Linked DNA regions of Mus musculus: regions 1, 2 and 4 are each linked to region 3. Evidence: chromatin contacts called from public promoter capture Hi-C data. All regions are on one chromosome and are shown on one strand. Each heading gives the region's core, a stretch centred on a gene start, on an enhancer-like site or on the middle of the called end of the contact. The rest is flanking DNA. Distances are from core to core; before and after follow the strand shown. Region 1 holds the start of Zmat5 (zinc finger, matrin type 5). Region 2 holds the start of Nefh (neurofilament, heavy polypeptide). Region 3 holds the start of Gal3st1 (galactose-3-O-sulfotransferase 1). Region 4 overlaps Ascc2 (activating signal cointegrator 1 complex subunit 2).

The links. Promoter capture Hi-C pulls out the DNA fragments that hold promoters and counts their contacts. Capture Hi-C pulls out chosen DNA fragments and counts their contacts.
Region 1: a contact with region 3 is called in a promoter capture Hi-C map of liver, with 5 times the contacts expected there. The contact joins the promoter of Zmat5 here to the promoter of Gal3st1 in region 3. A contact is called at or near these places in 2 of 39 promoter capture datasets (both in liver) and 1 of 9 other capture datasets (adipose tissue).
Region 2: a promoter capture Hi-C map of adipose tissue shows a contact between it and region 3, with 8 times the contacts expected there. The contact joins the promoter of Nefh here to the promoter of Gal3st1 in region 3. A contact is called at or near these places in 1 of 39 promoter capture datasets (cranial neural crest) and 2 of 9 other capture datasets (adipose tissue and embryonic stem cells).
Region 4: a promoter capture Hi-C map of stem cell-derived epiblast-like cells shows a contact between it and region 3, with 4 times the contacts expected there. The contact joins the enhancer-like site here to the promoter of Gal3st1 in region 3. A contact is called at or near these places in 5 of 39 promoter capture datasets (cranial neural crest, hippocampal neurons, liver and 1 more) and 1 of 9 other capture datasets (adipose tissue).

The regions. Positions count from the first base shown.
Region 1 is chr11:4,702,543-4,706,739 of GRCm38.p6, forward strand. It overlaps Zmat5 (zinc finger, matrin type 5), which reads left to right and starts at 2,114. Exons shown (of 6, transcript NM_026015.3): 1 at 2,114-2,179. It overlaps Uqcr10 (ubiquinol-cytochrome c reductase, complex III subunit X), which reads right to left and starts at 1,802. Exons shown (of 2, transcript NM_197979.3): 1 at 1,615-1,802. The coding sequence starts at 1,764.
Region 2 is chr11:4,946,415-4,950,444 of GRCm38.p6, forward strand. It overlaps Nefh (neurofilament, heavy polypeptide), which reads right to left and starts at 1,650. Exons shown (of 4, transcript NM_010904.3): 1 at 644-1,650. The coding sequence starts at 1,520. It also overlaps a transcript of Ap1b1 not described here.
Region 3 is chr11:3,981,887-3,985,721 of GRCm38.p6, forward strand. Gal3st1 (galactose-3-O-sulfotransferase 1) reads left to right here and starts at 1,750. Exons shown (of 4, transcript NM_016922.3): 1 at 1,750-1,954; 2 at 3,055-3,272. Gm46265 (a long non-coding RNA gene) reads left to right here and starts at 3,279. Exons shown (of 2, transcript XR_001780153.1): 1 at 3,279-3,361; 2 at 3,421-3,835.
Region 4 is chr11:4,641,747-4,645,998 of GRCm38.p6, forward strand. All of the region lies in intron 2 of Ascc2 (activating signal cointegrator 1 complex subunit 2), which reads left to right. Among named protein-coding and RNA genes, the nearest start is that of Ascc2, 6.1 kb to the left of the region's middle. Within about 2 kb of position 1,820, at least 13 of the 459 cell types and tissues checked have an H3K27ac peak or open chromatin away from gene starts, as enhancers often do. A contact at or near this core is called in stem cell-derived epiblast-like cells, where this site is marked.

The DNA.
Region 1 (4,197 bases), core at 864-3,363, 720 kb after region 3:
TAGGTGGGAAGGGAAACCAGCACTTGTACAAGACAGTAAGATAGGTTGCAAGAACGTCCCAGTTTCTTCATTATTAAAAAACAGCACCTAGAAAATGCTTCCCCCACCCCCACCCCCAAATTTCACATTGAGTCACTTTTTATTCTTCAGACCTAAAGTGGTTACACAATTCCCATTCCTAGAAGCACGGGAAAATGGGGGAATTCTGACAGTGTACTTAAGACAACTTTCGATACTTGGAAATGCTTATAAAAGATCAGAGTGGGGGCTGGCGAGATGGCTCAGTGGTTAAGAGCGCTGACTGCTCTTCCAAAGGTCCGGAGTTCAAATCCCAGCAACCACGTGGTGGCTCACAACCATCCGTAACGAAATCTGATGCCCTCTTCTGGAGTATCTGAAGACAGCTACAGTGTACTTATATATACTAAATAAATAAATCTTAAAAAAAAAAAAAAAAAAAGATCAGAGTGGCAACACTTTCATATGGACAGGAAGCTACCCCACCAGAGGAAATACAGCAACTAGTAGACAGAGCCTGTCTGGGCAGCAGGTCAGAGAGCCCTGAGGGGGCTGGAGAGACGACTCAGTGGCTAAGGGTACTCTGGTTGCTCTTCCAGAGGACCTGCGTCCAGTTCCTAGCACAGATGATGTACATGCAGACACAACATAAGCAAATAAAATTAAAACAACAAAATTTAAAAACAAACCAAAAGAGGTAAGAAAGGAAGGAAGGCAAGAAGGAAGGCCACTCAGTGAAGGAGCTGGTCGGTGGTGGCTCAGGCCTACAATCCCAACACTCAGGTGGCAGAGGCAGGAGGGTGAGTCTAAGGCCAAGCCTTGTCTACCATCTAGCTCCGGGACAGCAATAGCTACACAGAGAAACCCTGTCTCGAGAAAAAGAAACCAGTCGATGAACATGCTGGCCATCAGTAACATACCTTCCCCAATACTCTCACAACCTTTGACATAAAACATGCACAGAGTGTGGGACAGTTAAGTCAAAGAGGGCTCGCCATTTCCTACTTTATATTCATCCCCACATTTTCCCAGGATGCTATCTTTCAGTGGTATCATTAAGTATGAACGGTAGCACCTCATCTGTATCCCAGGATCTTTGATCCACTATGACCTTTATTCAATACCACGGTTAAGTGCTTTAAGTCCAGTATTGCCAGTTAGGGCTTGAGGTTTCATAGTCTTCACGTTTAATCCAAAGAGCCTACGTGGGCGGCCTTCGGAACTGAAACATCAATTTTAAAAGGTCAGCCACATGGTCTAAGGAGACCTACTTTTAACGACTGCCTTGCTGAAATCTGCCCTTGAAACTAGCAAGGACGGCAGGGGTCGGAGTTCCAACTCACCACCGACTTAATGGAGTGGTTCAGACCCGTAAGTCCTCTGATGTCTCAGGAGTCAGGAGTTAGCTTTCGCAAATGAATATGTGGAACTGTGTGACAGGACATACCAATTAGGCCTCGCACCATGTCAAGAGAAATAGATGTATTAACGGGCACAGTTCACCCCAGACCTGGTAAGACTTGATTGAGTTCCGTCCTACCTCCCTCCCAGTCACCCTTCAGGCGGGCCCAAGGTCAGGATGGCCCAGGCCCTCACCCCCTCGTTGATGTGCTCGTAGATCGCGTCTGCGCCCTGATCGAAGGCTCGCTCGAAGAACAGGGCGCCCACTGCGATGGTGAGGGCAAAGGTGGAAGTTCTGCGGAACAGCAAGGAGTACAGGCGCGAAGGGATCGTCGGCGACGACATGTTGCCTCACTGCCGAACTCGCGCCACTGCGCTTGCGTAGAACCCAATGTCTTGCTCCAAAAGTTTCAACGCGCCCTGCTTTATGGGAATTGTAGTTTCTCTGTATCTCAGAGTCGACATTTTGAACCATTAAAGAAACTGATAATGTGCACAGGGTAACAGTTTATTACAATGTTCATATTCCACACAACCAAAATTTGATAAGACTTATTTCTCAGTTTTTCTCCTCAACCATTTCCTGCGTTTGGCTATTTTGAACTACAAGTCCCGAAAGCCCCTTAGCTTACCCATCTTCCCCAGTGCTGTCTCGCCTTCGTATTCCGCCTTCTCGGTACCTTAGGAAGGACTACAAATCCCAGCGAGCAGAGCGCAACGCGAGGACTCAAGAGGAGGAGCCCGGAACCAGGTATCTTTGGTGAGACATCCGCGTCCAAGTTTTAGGCTCTTTTCCCAATCAGAAGAGTAGGCATTTCATTCTAAGTCCGCGCTATCCGCTTTTTCTGGCATGGGGAGTGAATACAGAGGCAGGGAACCTGAGTTTCTGTGGCTGCATCTCGACTCTCTGCCTAACGTCCTTTGAACCTACTCCAGATGTAGGTTTGGGGGTGGCAAAAGTCGGGTCCTGCAGTTCTAACTCTTAAGCCACGTCTCAGGGGGGAAAGTGGCTTTGCACTTGCTTCCTGTTCTCCAGAGCGTAGGCTTTAAAGCCAAGAACCCCGGCTTCGGAGATGGGTGACCTGGTTGTAAAAGGCACCGTACTTTTCTGAGTATCCCCTCGGGGTCTTGAGATGATCCCCAGTAAAAGAAAGGTTCCCAGCTCTCCTGGAGCGCTCTGGCCGTGGTGCGTGGGCGATGGGGAAGCCCAGCACTTCTGGAAACTAATACTTTGTAAAAGAGAAAACCCAAATGCTTGGACGGATTGCTTGCTCTTTAAACCTGAGTAGCCGCTTAATGGAGGACTGAATATATTGTAGCAGGGTAAACAGGATAATGTTTCTAGAGGCAACTGCACTGCTGGGGTGCTTGAGAAAGTGTAGAGTGGCCTCTAATGAGTAGGTGGCCTGAAGTCATCTCTAGTCTGGCCTTGAATCCCGTCCTGGGTAAGGAGTCATTCTTTTCCTAATTGCACTAGGGAGTCACTGAATGGGTTTAAGCTGGAATGCTTTGAGGTCTATTTACATTTTAATGTTATCGTTCTGACTTCTTGCTAGAGCAAAAACTGAAGAGAAGAAATTGCAGAGGTAGGTAATTTAGAGTAGAGAGGTTTAGAATAATGGTCAGATTTGAGATGCATTTTGGTAGGTAGGATAGACAGAGCAAGCTAGCAGAAGTGTGCAAGAAAGGTAGAATTAAGAGGTGGGCTCGGTTGTGGGTGCCTTTAGTCTCAGCACTCCAGATGCAGGTGGGTCTCAGAGTTCAAGACCAGCCTGGTTTACAAATTCCAGGACAACCAGGGCTACACAAAGAAACCCTGTCCTGAAAAACCAAACCAAACCAAGAAACAAAAATAGGAATTAACATCTAGAGATAAATTAAGATTTGACTACAGAGACTAAATGGTTTGTGTTTGTTTGTATGGAGAAAAGGTTTTACACTTGCTCTGGCTTGCCTGGAACCAGCTACATAAATCAGCCTGACTTTTAACTCCTGGTGATCCTCCTGTCTCTGCTATCTCTGGAAGGCTAAAATTATAGACAAGCACTATCATGCCTGACCTGTAAATTGTGTGTTTATAGATTTGGTTTTGGTTATTTTAAATTATGCATATGTATGGGAGGTTAGGGGGTGACATGTGCTCCTGAATGTCGGTACCCACAGAAATCCAGAGGAGGGTATAGCATCCCCTGGAGCTGGAGCTGGAGGTTATGAGCTATCAAATGTGGGTGCTAAAAACCAAACTCAGGTCCTCTGTTAGAGTATTACATGCTCTTAACATGATCTCAAGCTCTGTAAGTTGTGTTTTGTGTGAGTTGTCCCTTAGATATGAAGTAGAAACATCTAGAACAAATGGGGCTATGATTCTGAGGTTCAGAGGACCAGTGTGAGCCTGGGATAAGGACTTCAAACTGGACATGATGGTATAGGACTATATGCTCCCAGCACGAGGGAGGTGGAGGCAGGAACAGAAGTTCAAGGTTATCTTCAGCTACATTATGTATGAGACCAGCCTAGACTACATGAGCCTCTTCCTCTTAATTAATTACTTAGTCAATTTAAACCCAGAACTGATTTCTAGGCCTACCAGGAAGTGGTGAGCCTTCAGGAAAAGACTGCTTAAGCTTTGTTGAGCATGGACAGGAGACCTACAACAAACCGATTTGGTTGATGGCAAGTTAGTTCAGAAGGCAGGGAATTAAAGGTGGTTTGTTTTGACTTAACTTTTATATTTAAAAGATTATTTTTAAAAAGATGTAGCCGGGCGTGGTGGCACAC
Region 2 (4,030 bases), core at 400-2,899, 960 kb after region 3:
CACCCTGCAGCTAAAGGGTAAGGTTTCAGGGCAACTGCAGTCTAGCTGACTCAGAACCCCTGTAAATTTTGGGAAAGAGGAAGGGGATATTAAATAACAGCCATTTACAGCAATGAGGTCCACATGATGGTTCCGTACTGGCTAGAAACGGCATGAAAATGAATGGCTTTCATTTTTACACAGCAATTACTAAAATTCGCGATGTTATGTACTGAGCAAGTAGTGGGACGAAGCCTGGTAGAACGAATACTCCTGTTCCACCCACTGCGCAGGGTGCGCAAGAAAGGGTGGGCAGAGTTGGCATGGCAAGCGGCTGCTGGATACCTGATACGCTGGGTCCAGACGGGGCTTGCTCCATTTCAGATGGGAGATCAGTCTGAATCTGGGGTCTAACAGTGTGTGGGGCACAGGGGTTGGCCCCGGTGTTTAATTACAGACATAAAAAATGTGGAGGGTGGTTTCCTTTTTCTAAAGGAAAATCCAGAGTTGGGGCGCCCCAAGGGAGGGTCTGGGTAAAACCGCTACTTTGTCAGGTGGCATGCACCTCGCAGCGGGTCTAGCTACTTCTGAGAGGAGTCCTCTCGGGCTGCTCACTGCTCCGCCAGGAGGGGGCGACCCCTTCCCACCCCGCGCTCCCGCGCACCTCGGAACCACTCCTCGGACTGCAGCGTGCTCTGCACCGCGTGGCCTTCGAGCTGCGCGCGGATCTCCCGCAGCGCCGACGTCACGTCGCACTTGAGGGCGTCGCGAGCCTCGGCCTGAGCCTGCGCCTGCGCGGCCCCGCAGCCCTGGATCTGACCGAGCAGCTCGCCCACCTCCTCCTGGTGGTGGCGCCGCAGGTAGCCGCACTCCTCCTGCAGCGCCTGCGCCTTCTTCTGCAGCTCCACGCGCGCCGCTTCCGCCTCCTGCGCGAAGCGCGCCAGGGCGCGCGCCGCCGCCTCCGCCTCCTCACGCTGCCGGGCCTCCTCGTCCAGCCGCTGGCGGACGTGAGCGATGTCCTCCAGCAGGTGCTCCTGCTCCAGGCGCAGCTGCCCGCGCGCCGCCCCGAGGCGCAGCACGGCGCCGCGCATCTCGCGCACCTCGCGCTCGTACAGCTCGCCCATGGCGGCGCGGCCGGCTTGCTGCTGCCGCAGCGCCGCCGCCTCGCCCTCCAGGCTGCGGTTGTGCGCCTCGAGCTGCCTCACCTTGTCGATGTAGCCCGCGAAGCGGTCGTTCAGAGCCTGCAGCTGCTCCTTCTCGCTGCGCGCCGCCACCGCCGCCACCACGCAGCCCTCTGGGCCGTTGCTTAGGGTGTCTAGCGAGTCGGTGCTCGAGGCGGCGCCGCGGAAGCGGCTGGGTGAGGCGGACACGGAGCTCACGGACGTCCGCGCCCACGAGTGGAAGCCGCTGGAGGAGCCGGCCGCGGAGCGCGTGCCGCCCGGGCCTGCCTTGCGGCTCAGCGAGTAGTGCAGGCTGCCGCCTCCGTGCAGCGGCGCGAACGGGGCGCCCAGCAGCGCATCGGCGCTGCCGAAGCTCATCATGGCCGGAGCAGGTGCGGCCGCCAGCGGAGCGGGAGTGCGGGGCTGGGACGGGGCAGGCAGCACTGCGGCAGCTCTGGGACTCCGGCTCTTTTATATCCGCGGTGGCCCGGTCCGGCCCCTCGGCAGTGGGGGGCTGGGGAGGAGGGCCCCACCCTCTCCACCTCCTCCCCCGCGGCCCCGGGCCGACCGGCTTCTCCGCAGTGAGAGGGGCGGGGCTGGGGGGGACGACCCAGGAGTGAAGGGGAATCGACGCATCGTCAGTAGAGCCTCCCGAGGTCAGACCAAGGAGTAAAGGACTTCCGGAGCGGACAAGTGCAGACCTCCAGGTGCATGTCGGAAGACCCTATTAGTCAGAATAAGACCCTCAGAATAAGAGAGGGCACTGGAAATAGGGAGAGGATTGCAGAACTGATGGGTCAGGGCGCCTTCGGGTTGAAGCAGTGGGAGACTGCAGTGATTACTATGAGAGGACACCCCCACTTGAGAAGCAGCACAGGGTTGGTTCCCTGATAGTTAGAGAGGACCTTGAGATGAGGAGTGCAGACTGCAGTCACCCACGAAGGGATTCTGTATGGGGTTGCATGATGGATGCTACTGATGATAAATGGGGACCTTCTAGCTGGCGGTGCAGTGTTCCCCAGATACTACAGCGGCCCTGGGCCACCCAAAGGGGCTTAAGGAACTGTACAGCTGGCTTCGGGGTTGGGGTTGGGGTGGGCGTGGAGTTTGAAAGGACCGCAAAGCTACCCTGAGAAGGAGAACACTGCAGACGGAGAAAGGGAGCGCTGGGTGAGAGGAACGTGGTGCTCTCTAAAAATTCCAGTGGCCACGACTGGAAAGTGGAGTCTCCTCTTGCCCGGAAAGGAAAACTGCCTACGAAGAACAGGGGGTCCCTCAGTAGGCAGCAAGAGCCTCAACACCGAAGCCAAGTTCTGCCACAGGGTGGGGTTAGCTTCTGTGCTTCGCTAGCTGAATGACCTTGTACAAATTGTGTTCTCCTATGTTTGGTTTTCCCTTGTGTGCAAGAGACAAGATGCAGCTCCAAGCTCCCATGTGCCCCTAGGAGGTTCGAACTTGGGAAATGTCTGGCTGATTTTGGGGAGGAGAACCCACATATTGCCAGTCGGAATAGTAACCAGTTCCTCTCACCTGAGAACTTTGTCTTTCTCCCTTCCTTGCCCGATTTTTCTGCTTTATCTTGGCATCTCATTCCTTTTCCAGAATAGATGAACCAGTACTGCCGTAAGCATCCCCTTTCATGCTCCGAGGAAGTGGTGGAGTGGTTTTTCAGTACCAAAGTCCACCGACCTCCATCATGAGCCCTACTGAGGCTTCAGGTGAAAGGGCGGGGACGGCGGAGGGGCTTAGACTTGGAGCTCTTGCTTTATTATACGGCTCGTTCTTGGTTTGGTTTTCCGGTCAAAAGCGGTGTTAGTGGACGGAGCCGCCCGTGCCGCTATCGCTTCAGCACCACGGACAGCAGCCGCTCCTCGGATGGGAAGGGTTAAATCTATGCCTAACGGAGTAGGGAGGTTCCATAGCTTTTCCAAGCAGTCCCTCTGTGCGGTACAGGGGAGGATTGGATGAGTCATATGACGGGCTCGAAACGACCTACGGTTGTATGTAAGTGACCCACCCCTGCATGTCCTGTCCAGTGCCTGGCTCTCTGTGAAGTTCTTTCTCCCTGCAAACCTCTTCCCGGAGCAGAGAGAGCCCCACTCCAATGCCCACTGACAAGCTCTGGAAACCAGTATAGACTTCTTCAGATCAGAACTTCTCCCAGGCAGTTACCTCAAGCCTCACTGCACCCCAGTTTGCTGTGGTTTTCTCTTTTGGAGGGATCCCTAGGAGGAGAACTGATAGATTCCCTAAAAGAGATCCCTTTCCTGTCCTGTGTCTCATTCCCAGCCCCTGGCTGCAGGCCAGGAGAGTGCACTAGGGAGGAGGGGGAGGAGACTCTAGTTTTTCATGATGGAGCAGAACATGATGAAGCATTTTCCCAATTTAAAGGTCCAGTCATGCTGCTCTTTGCAGGGGTCAGAAAGGCTGGGAGGCACTGCAGATGCCATGGGGAGGGGACTGGGATGCAGACCTCTACCCCCTTACGCCCACATGGCTTCCCCATTTATCTCCCATACTGCTTGGATTTTTGTTATTAGATTCTTGTTCCTTCGAGTCTCTTCAGTTGTCTGCAGAATGCACATGCCCTTCTTGGGGGTGAGAAGTCTGACAAGCAGTTGACAGCACACATGAATGATAGGAGTGGGGTGTGTGTGAAGGTAAAAGGTGTGGCTTTTGTGGCTGTAAGGTTGTCATGAATGCTGAGACCCTGGTCAGTCCTTCAGCCTCACCTTCCCTTCACCCTGAGCCTTGTCCCCTCCTGGGGTTCTGTGGTCCTTGCCCGCATGCTGCTTCCCAGTTTGTCATTGTGAGTGGATAGATGGATGAATTCTAATCAGCTCTCTAGCAAAACGTATGGCCCAGAGAGAGCTGAGAATGATTCTTTTTGC
Region 3 (3,835 bases), core at 500-2,999:
CTTACACTTCCATGTTGCTGTCCGTTATTGAAGAAAGTCAGGACAGAACTCAAACAAGGCTGCATCCTCAGGGCAGAGCTAATGTAAAAGCCATGGTGGGTTGCTGCTTAGTAGCTTGCTTTACAAGGTTTGCTCAACCTGCTTTCTTAAAGAACCCAGGACTACCAGCCCAGGGATGACAACACCCATTGTGGGCTGGATCCTCCCCATTGATCACTGAGAAAATGCCTTAGATCTGGATCTCTTTCCCCACCCCTTCACTCCCATTTTTTTCCGAGACAGAGTTTCTCTGTGTAGCCCTGGCTGTCCTCGAACTCAGAAATCCATCTGCCTCTGCCTCCCGAGTGCTGGGATTGAAGGTGTGCACCACCACGAACAGCTTAGAGCTGGATCTCATGGAGGTGTTTCCTCGACTGAGAGGCTCCTTTGATGACTAGCTTGTGTTGACCCAAAACAAGCCAGTACAGGTGGAAGGTGAGCGTGAGGTCTAAGGGCAGCAATAGCCTAGTTTTCCATCCAAGTGAGGTCACTGCTGGTATCTCAGCTTGTGACCTTTGTGGACCTGTCCCCTCACTCCAGGTACCTCTGATGATGGTCCTTACCTGGAACTGTCCATGTATCATGACAGGGTCAGGGTTCTGATCATTCAGTCCTTCCCAGGACATCTTTCCCATAGCCATTCCCCAGAGGCGGTGATACCCTAAACAGGGTAGGCTGGACTTTGCCCTCCCTGAATCTAAGGACCTGATAGCCTGACAGACCTGTTTTGTATTGGCCCCATATGTGGACTTTGTGCTGCCATGGCTGCACCTCAACTGAAGAGGAAGGCAAGAGTTTTGCAGGCTTTGGCTTGTGGACCCCAAGGTCCCCCAAACTGGTGGCTTCACTGTATATGTGGGATGGGGGGAGGGGGCTCTATCTGATGCCATGTTCTGGCATGGCAGTTTCAAGAGGCAGGAACAAAGGGTTAGGAGTTTCAAAGTCATAACCTATAGCCTGGGAGGTGACTCAGGGCCCACAAGGACAAAGAGCAGCAAGCCCATTAGATATGGAAGAATGCCTGGCAGCCAGGCTGATGTGGAATTTTCCCCATTCCACGGTTGCCTAGAAATGTCGGGGGTAGTGGGACTCTGACGTGGCCCATGTGCCACCCGATGGCCAGCTGGTTCTGCAGTGCCCACAGCTGGGGTTAATTCCAAATTAGTTCCCATCCTTGGTTTTCCTTTAGGATGAAGGACAGTCTGAACTCAAACAGGCCCCTACTTACTTGCCCAGACCTCTAGAGGAGGTATCCTCAAGAGGAAAGTTAGCTGAACCATGTAAGTGACTCGGCCCAGGGATCCTGGCGCTTCTTCACCTGTTTTTCTTGGATACCACAAATGTGTTCCTGGCTCATCAGAGGGAGCTAGGAAGACCTATGTTCCACTGGATTCTGAGGAGCTCCAGTGCTGTCCATAAAAGGCTGGCAACTAGTCCTGCCCCCTTTCTCCAGAGCCCAGGCTCCCTTCCCCAACACTACCACCAAGCCCCAGGCACCCTCTATTCCCTTCTGGGCTGGCAGTAGGACAATGGACCCCTTGGCCCATCGGAGACAAATAGTCCTTGTTAGGCCGGAGGCGGGGGCGCAATATTGCGCCCCAGGGAGCTGAATACAGCTTCTGTGCCTCTTGGGCAGGCGGCGCAGGGGAGAGGACGGGAAGGGGGTGGGGGGGGGGAGGGGGCCGTGGCGCCCATTGGCTCTGGCGTCAGGGGCCGGGCCAGGCTGCTGGCCTCACCTGGCGAGTGTTGAGAGCGGGGTGCGGCAGCCGCTGCGGCGGCGGGGCGGGGGCATGGACCAGGCCTGCCAGCGCGCCGGGTCCCGGCGAGTGCGCCCCGCCGCCCAGTGAGCGCCACGGCGGCGGCGGGGGCCGGGGCCGACCCCTGCCACCCGGAGCCCAAGGAGAACAGGGCAAAGGTATGTCGGGAGGTCTTGTACTCACGCTGGCTGTGCCCTGCCTCAGCCTACTTCCTGAACATCTTGCCTACTGGATCGATGGATCGTGTTTGCCCAGCAAGGGATATAGAAATGCTGCAGAGCTGCTTCACCAACACTGTATCCTGCAGGCTCTGGCTGATTGCTTGCCCTGCTCTGGGTGCCCCTCCTCCCCTGACCCCCGGAGTCCCTAAAAATGGGGTGGGTGGGGCTCCAGAAGGTTAGCTGTTGTGCTGTGAGTTCGTTAATAATTAATCCTCTTGGACATTGTGGCCTGGGCCCTAGTGGAGAAGGAGGCAGGAATCTCCCCGCTCCTTACCTGCGTTCCCAGAAGAGGCGGCTGTCACAGTACAAACCGGGGAGAGGGGGGCCTTGGGCAATGACAGACTCTTGTGCTTGGGGAAGGCCTCTCATATGTGTGCCCCTAAGGAGGTGAGTCCAGGAGACAAGGACAGACTTGTCTAGTTAGGACAGGAAAGATCCTATATGCAACAACTACACGGTTCCGGAGCCATGGACCAGTGCTCCATAAGGGGGTCTCAGGTTGGTCTGTTCCCTTAGTGAGAGGCCAACATGAGCCTTCTCTTTTTAACCCCCCCCCGCCCCGCCCCTTCCTGAGCTGGTTGTGATGACAGGCACACATCTGGCTGCAGGGACTGACACCTGACACCAGAGGTTACTGGGCTGAGGGTGAGGATGCCCTGGAAATCTTCAGGAGGAAAGGGGTGTGGAGGGAGAGCCGATCAGAACTCAATCTCTTCCTCTCTGGAGGGGGTGAGCTGATCTGCACTGTGCCTTCAGGCTTCCTTGCTACTTATCTAGAGGGAAGATACTGAGGCTCAAGGAGTCAGTGACTTGCTGAAGGTCACACCGTTGGGAAATGGCTGAGTTCACTGCAAACCACAGTGTGCGTTTTTGTTTGTTTTGTTTTGTTTTGTTTTGTTTTGTTTTTTGGTCCCTGTCTCAGGATCCCAGCCCTACCCAGAAGTCCTCTTGCCCAAACTGGAGGAAAGATGCCTTCCTGGGCATCTCTTTTGCTTCCTGGGTTCTGTGCTGAGTTCTCATAAATCTGTCACTCACAGTGCCTCTCACTGGGCTCCAAGGAAGAACAAACAAGCACTTGCAGGAAAGCAGTGACTCACAGGACAATGGCAATGGGGGACTCTAGGCCCCCTCAGTGGCTTGGGGCAAGCTTCTTGCTTTGGTTTGACTCCATGAAATGTGAATGACTAGAGAAGACACAGCGGGATGGAGCAGAAGTACCCCAAAGGTTACCAGACTGGAGACCTGGAGTCATCAGGTGAGATCTCTCTCCAGGGCAGGGAGGTTAGGCCCACAGTCAGACCCTTTCTGTGACACTCCCATCTTGCCCTGGGTGTGGATAGGGAGGTTAGGCCCACAGTCTTTCTGTGGGCACTCTGTCAATTTTACTGGGTGTGGGCAGGGAGGTTAGGCCCACAGTCTTTCTGTGGGCACTCTGTCAATTTTACTGGGTGTGGAATGCGAGTTGAGGCAAGTTGTGTATAAATCATGGGAACATAGGTCATTGAAGTCTATTGATCTAAAAGGACCTAAGTTGTCCATGAACATAACCAGATCCACTGCCCGGGCCAAGCACCGAGCTAAGGACTGCACACTTCTCACTTTTGGATCTTCCCAGAGAGACTGAGAGAGCATAGCTGTACCTTTAAGTGTTAGGATACAAACAGTTTCTTGCCAGTGATCACCCTGTTTCCGGACTTGGGAGCAGGATTGTATTAAGGGCATCCTGCAATGGACAGTGGGTGTGCTTGCTTAGCCAGAGCGTTGTGCGTGGCATGTGCAGTGCGTCCATAAACCTTGTCTACCATGCCGTGTGGTTGC
Region 4 (4,252 bases), core at 570-3,069, 660 kb after region 3:
GCCCAGTTGCTGCTGCCCATATGCTCTTGGATATGTGGCCAGCCCACCAGCCGCTGTTCCCTTAGAGAAAACTGATTCTTCGCCTTCCATCTGCTATCCATTATCAATATGGGACTTCCTGCCCATCTCCCCAGGTTATCTTATTTAAGCCACATCTCAGCCCATCAGGGATGTTTTGATTGTCACTATCTTACAGAGTTCAAGGTCACAAAGCCAGGAAATCAGGAGAGCTAGGATGCTGTGCTAGCCAGTCCAGTCCCAGGATGTCCTGTACTCAGCCTTTCTTCTATAAAGCTGTTTGCTTTCCTGTTCATAATTTTACATATGGAGGATGTTTGTCAGAAAAGCTAAAACTGTACTATCTAATTCAGTAGCCATCTAGTAGGTAACATGTACTACGTGTAACGATTGTAGCGTGTCTGGTGCTTGAAGTGTGGACTATGTAAGTGAAGTATCCCATGTGATGAGTGCCTACTGTGTAGTTCAGACAGATGATGCAGTCCCACTGTCACAGAGCGTTCTGTTGGACAGTGATGGTGGAGACTTGAGTGGGTGAGACTGGTTTTAAACCTCAGTACTTCCCCGTGTGCTGAATGAACTCCTGGGTTGTTAGTTGTGGGACTGGGAGGGCAGAGGTCTGGTCCCTTTCATGACTGGCTTCTCAGTGACAAGCACAGTAAGCTCTCTGGAAACATTCTTTAAGTCAGAAACCACAGACTGCCTGATGCTAGAGCCTCAAAGAGAAAATATCTAGTCCTGTGCTTGTGGGGTCCGCAGCCTGCCACCAGTAGCTTCTAGCAGTATGATGACAGTAGAGTAGGAGGAAGGCCAGGGTCTGACACACATGCAGAGCTGGTTCAGATCAGAGTTTGGAGTACACAGAAGGAAGATCTTGGGCTGATAGGAGGGATGTATAGCCAGGGATGGCTTCCTGAAGGAGAAAGGTCCTGCACTGTGTGTTGAAAGGTACGTTAGCTCTGTCTGGATGGAGCAGGAGGACAAGGCCCTGGTTAGAAAACTCAGGGATACTTGGGCAAGTTTGACTCTTTAGGTCAAGAACAGTTCCCTGGCGGTGGGGTGGCACTATGGCAGAACTAACGAACACAGGTTTTGCACTTATTTGGTAAGTTGTTTGACTACTAGACCTCAGAAGCCAAAAAAAAAAAAAAAAAGATAATAATGGGCCAGGCATGGTGGAGATGAAACGAAACGTCTGTAACGTCTGTAGATTACTACTGTGCCTGAACAGAACAATACTCGATAGATTGCAGTTCTGCTGGAGATAACAAGTGGCAACTGTGACATTGACTAGGCACTAGGGAGAAAGAGGGATTGGATGGAGACAGGTCTTGGTCACACTGAAGAACATTACCCTATAGGCTGCAGGAAGCTCCTGAAACAGTGTCCTGAGATATGTGTGGGATTTTGTGTTTTGAGTCTCAGTTTGGGACAAAAAGATCTCGGCCCAAGGATCAGTGCCTCTAGAGAGTGATAAGTAAGCTTATCGATGCTTATTAAGTAGTTACGATTTCAAGGAGCAAGCACTTGAAAAACCTGCCACAAGTAGTGTTGGGCCCTCCACCATGAAGGACACTAAGAAAACGGGTTGCTATCAAGATCCATAAAGGCTTGATGGGCAGTATTTTCCCAGTTTGCCAGAGCAGATAGACCCTGGGCCAGACTTTTCGAAAGGTGGGATTAAACCTCCATAGGAGAAACACAGTTGGAGTCTTCCTGCTACTCCTGCTCTGAAACCATCTATGGCTACTCGGAGAGTTCCTTTTACAAAGCTTGCCATTTAAAGTACTAAAGAGATAGGAGCTGGCCATTCATCCTTTTGTCTAGCTAATGAGTATGTGGAGAGTCCTCTCAAGGCCCAGCACTGTTGAAGTATCATTAAAAAACAGTAAACTGCATAGTTAAAGTCAACAATTTGATTGTTTTCAACATTGGTAATATACTAATGAAGCCATCACCTATGGTCAAGAGTGAACATTTTCACCTTCCCTAGAAGTCCCCTGTATCCGTCTCATATCCATTCCTTCCTCTCTCCCTGAGCTCAACAGCACCTGATCCAAAAGTGACTTTGATGCAGTTTAGCAAGAGCCTTAGTCACGTGAATGCAGGTGTTGGAGGAGGCGAGCAAACCCCTTAGTCCAGCCTCAGAGGGAATTCCGCAGGCTTCTAGGTGCCTGAGGTCAGAAGGAATGCAGTGAGATAGGGTGTGCAGGGGTGTGCTGTACCTAATACTTGGTCTGCAGAGTAAGCTGTACTTTAGTCCTGCCTGGCTGCCTGCTGCACCTCAAGGCCTTTAAGAAAGTTCAGGACCCTACTGAGCCTTTGTTTTCTCCTCGGCCAGACAGGCTGTCACCCTTTTAACTAATCATAGATGAGGGAAAGCAGTGGGGAGTTTGACCTGCCTGTTCCTGCTGCTCCTGCTGGTGTAGGGCAGGTCCTCAATGGGTGGTAGGTTTGTTGTCATCATCCTGCCACCCTTTAAACCCAGGTCCATCTGTGCACCATATATGACTGTTTTTATGCCTTTATATGAATGACTTCTTCAGTTGGCCAGTGGTGGTGCACACTTGAGAGGCAGAGCCAGGTGTATCTTTATGAGTCCAGACTGGTCACTCCAGAGTGAGTTCCAGGACAGCCAGGGCTACAAAGAGAAATCCTGTCTTGGGTGTGGAGGGGTGATTTCTTCCATTAATTGTAGCATCTGCCATTGATCCTGGGGGCCAGCAGATCTCTATTAAATCTGAGACCAGCCTAGTCTACATAGTAAGTTCCAGGTCAACCAAGGCTATATAGTAAAAAAATGTGTGAGAAACAAACAAACAAACAAAAGAGGAGGGAGGGAGGAGGACAAGCAAGCTAACTTTCTTTCACCTAAAAATCCTTTTCCTCCTGCTAGGCTCAGTTAGGTACCGCCGTGCCTCAGAGGCATCCCTTTTCCATGGGCTGTTAATTCTCTCCTGTGCTCCTGTGACCCTTTAGGCCTGAGTTGTGACTTCATCTGGCTAGGGCTCCCTTGGTGGCTTAGATGTTCATCTTCCCCAGTGGAACGTGACCCTTGTAACCTGGAGAGAACTTGAGCCTCTAAGCTGAGACCTGCATCACTGGATGCTTTTATTCATGTGCCCCAAAGCTGGCACAGTAGGGGTAAAGAGAGTCCTCAGGTCAGAGGAAGGAAGCTTGGAAGACAAGGAGATGAGCTCTTTGTCAACAGATGAGTACCTGGAATGCTGCCACTGTATGAGTGGGTTTTAGATGGGAGAGGGTCCACAGAACCGTGTGCTCAATGGCTGCAGTGAATCCCATGGAGCTTGCATACCCTGCAAAGGCCCACAAGGTTCTCAAGGAGACTGGTCCATCCATCGGTCTTGATCGTTCTAGAGTCGGCTCTGGAAGTGGAAGGCTGTGGTTGCTAACAGCTGAGGCAGTGCCTGGTCCTCCTCTTATTACAGCTTCTCCCTGAGAAAGCCCCTCGTGTAGACTGGGATGAAAACTGAGCCCATGTCTCTTCTCTTTGGCGAACAAAGTGGGGCTTGTTCATGGTGTGCTTTGGGCTGGGAAAGAGAACTTGTGACTCTGAGCTGAGCTCTGCAGCTACTTGATTAGAATCTTTAAAAAAAAAGAAGTTGTGGGTTTTTTTCTGGTTATAAAAAAAAAAAAATAATGAGGGCTGGTGAGATGGCTCAGTGGGTAAGAGCACCCGACTGCTCTTCCGAAGGTCCAGAGTTCAAATCCCAGCAACCACATGGTGGCTCACAACCATCCGTAACGAGATCTGATTCCCTCTTCTGGAGTGTCTGAAGACAGCTACAATGTACTTACATATAATAAATAAATAAATAAATAAATCTTTAAAAAAAAAGGATATCATTGTAGGAAACCACTTTGTAAACTTTAAAAAAATAATAATAATGATATATAGAATATGATGCTGTTTGTATCAGAATGGAAAAACAGACTTACACAAATACTTGATATGCATATTCTACTATAAATACCTAGAAAGGACACTAGGCCAGCATCTGCTTGGTGGCTGCCTGGGAGGTCATGGAGACTAAGTATGCTTCCCGCCCTGCTCACTCTCCCCTTTCACCCCCACGTCCCCATGCTGGGGATTGAACCCAGGGCCCCACATCCACGGAGCACACACTCTGTCACTGAGCTCTGCTCTTAGCCCACATAGTGTTTGAAAAGATGCTTATGTGTTACCTGGATAATTAAATATTAATTTTAAAAG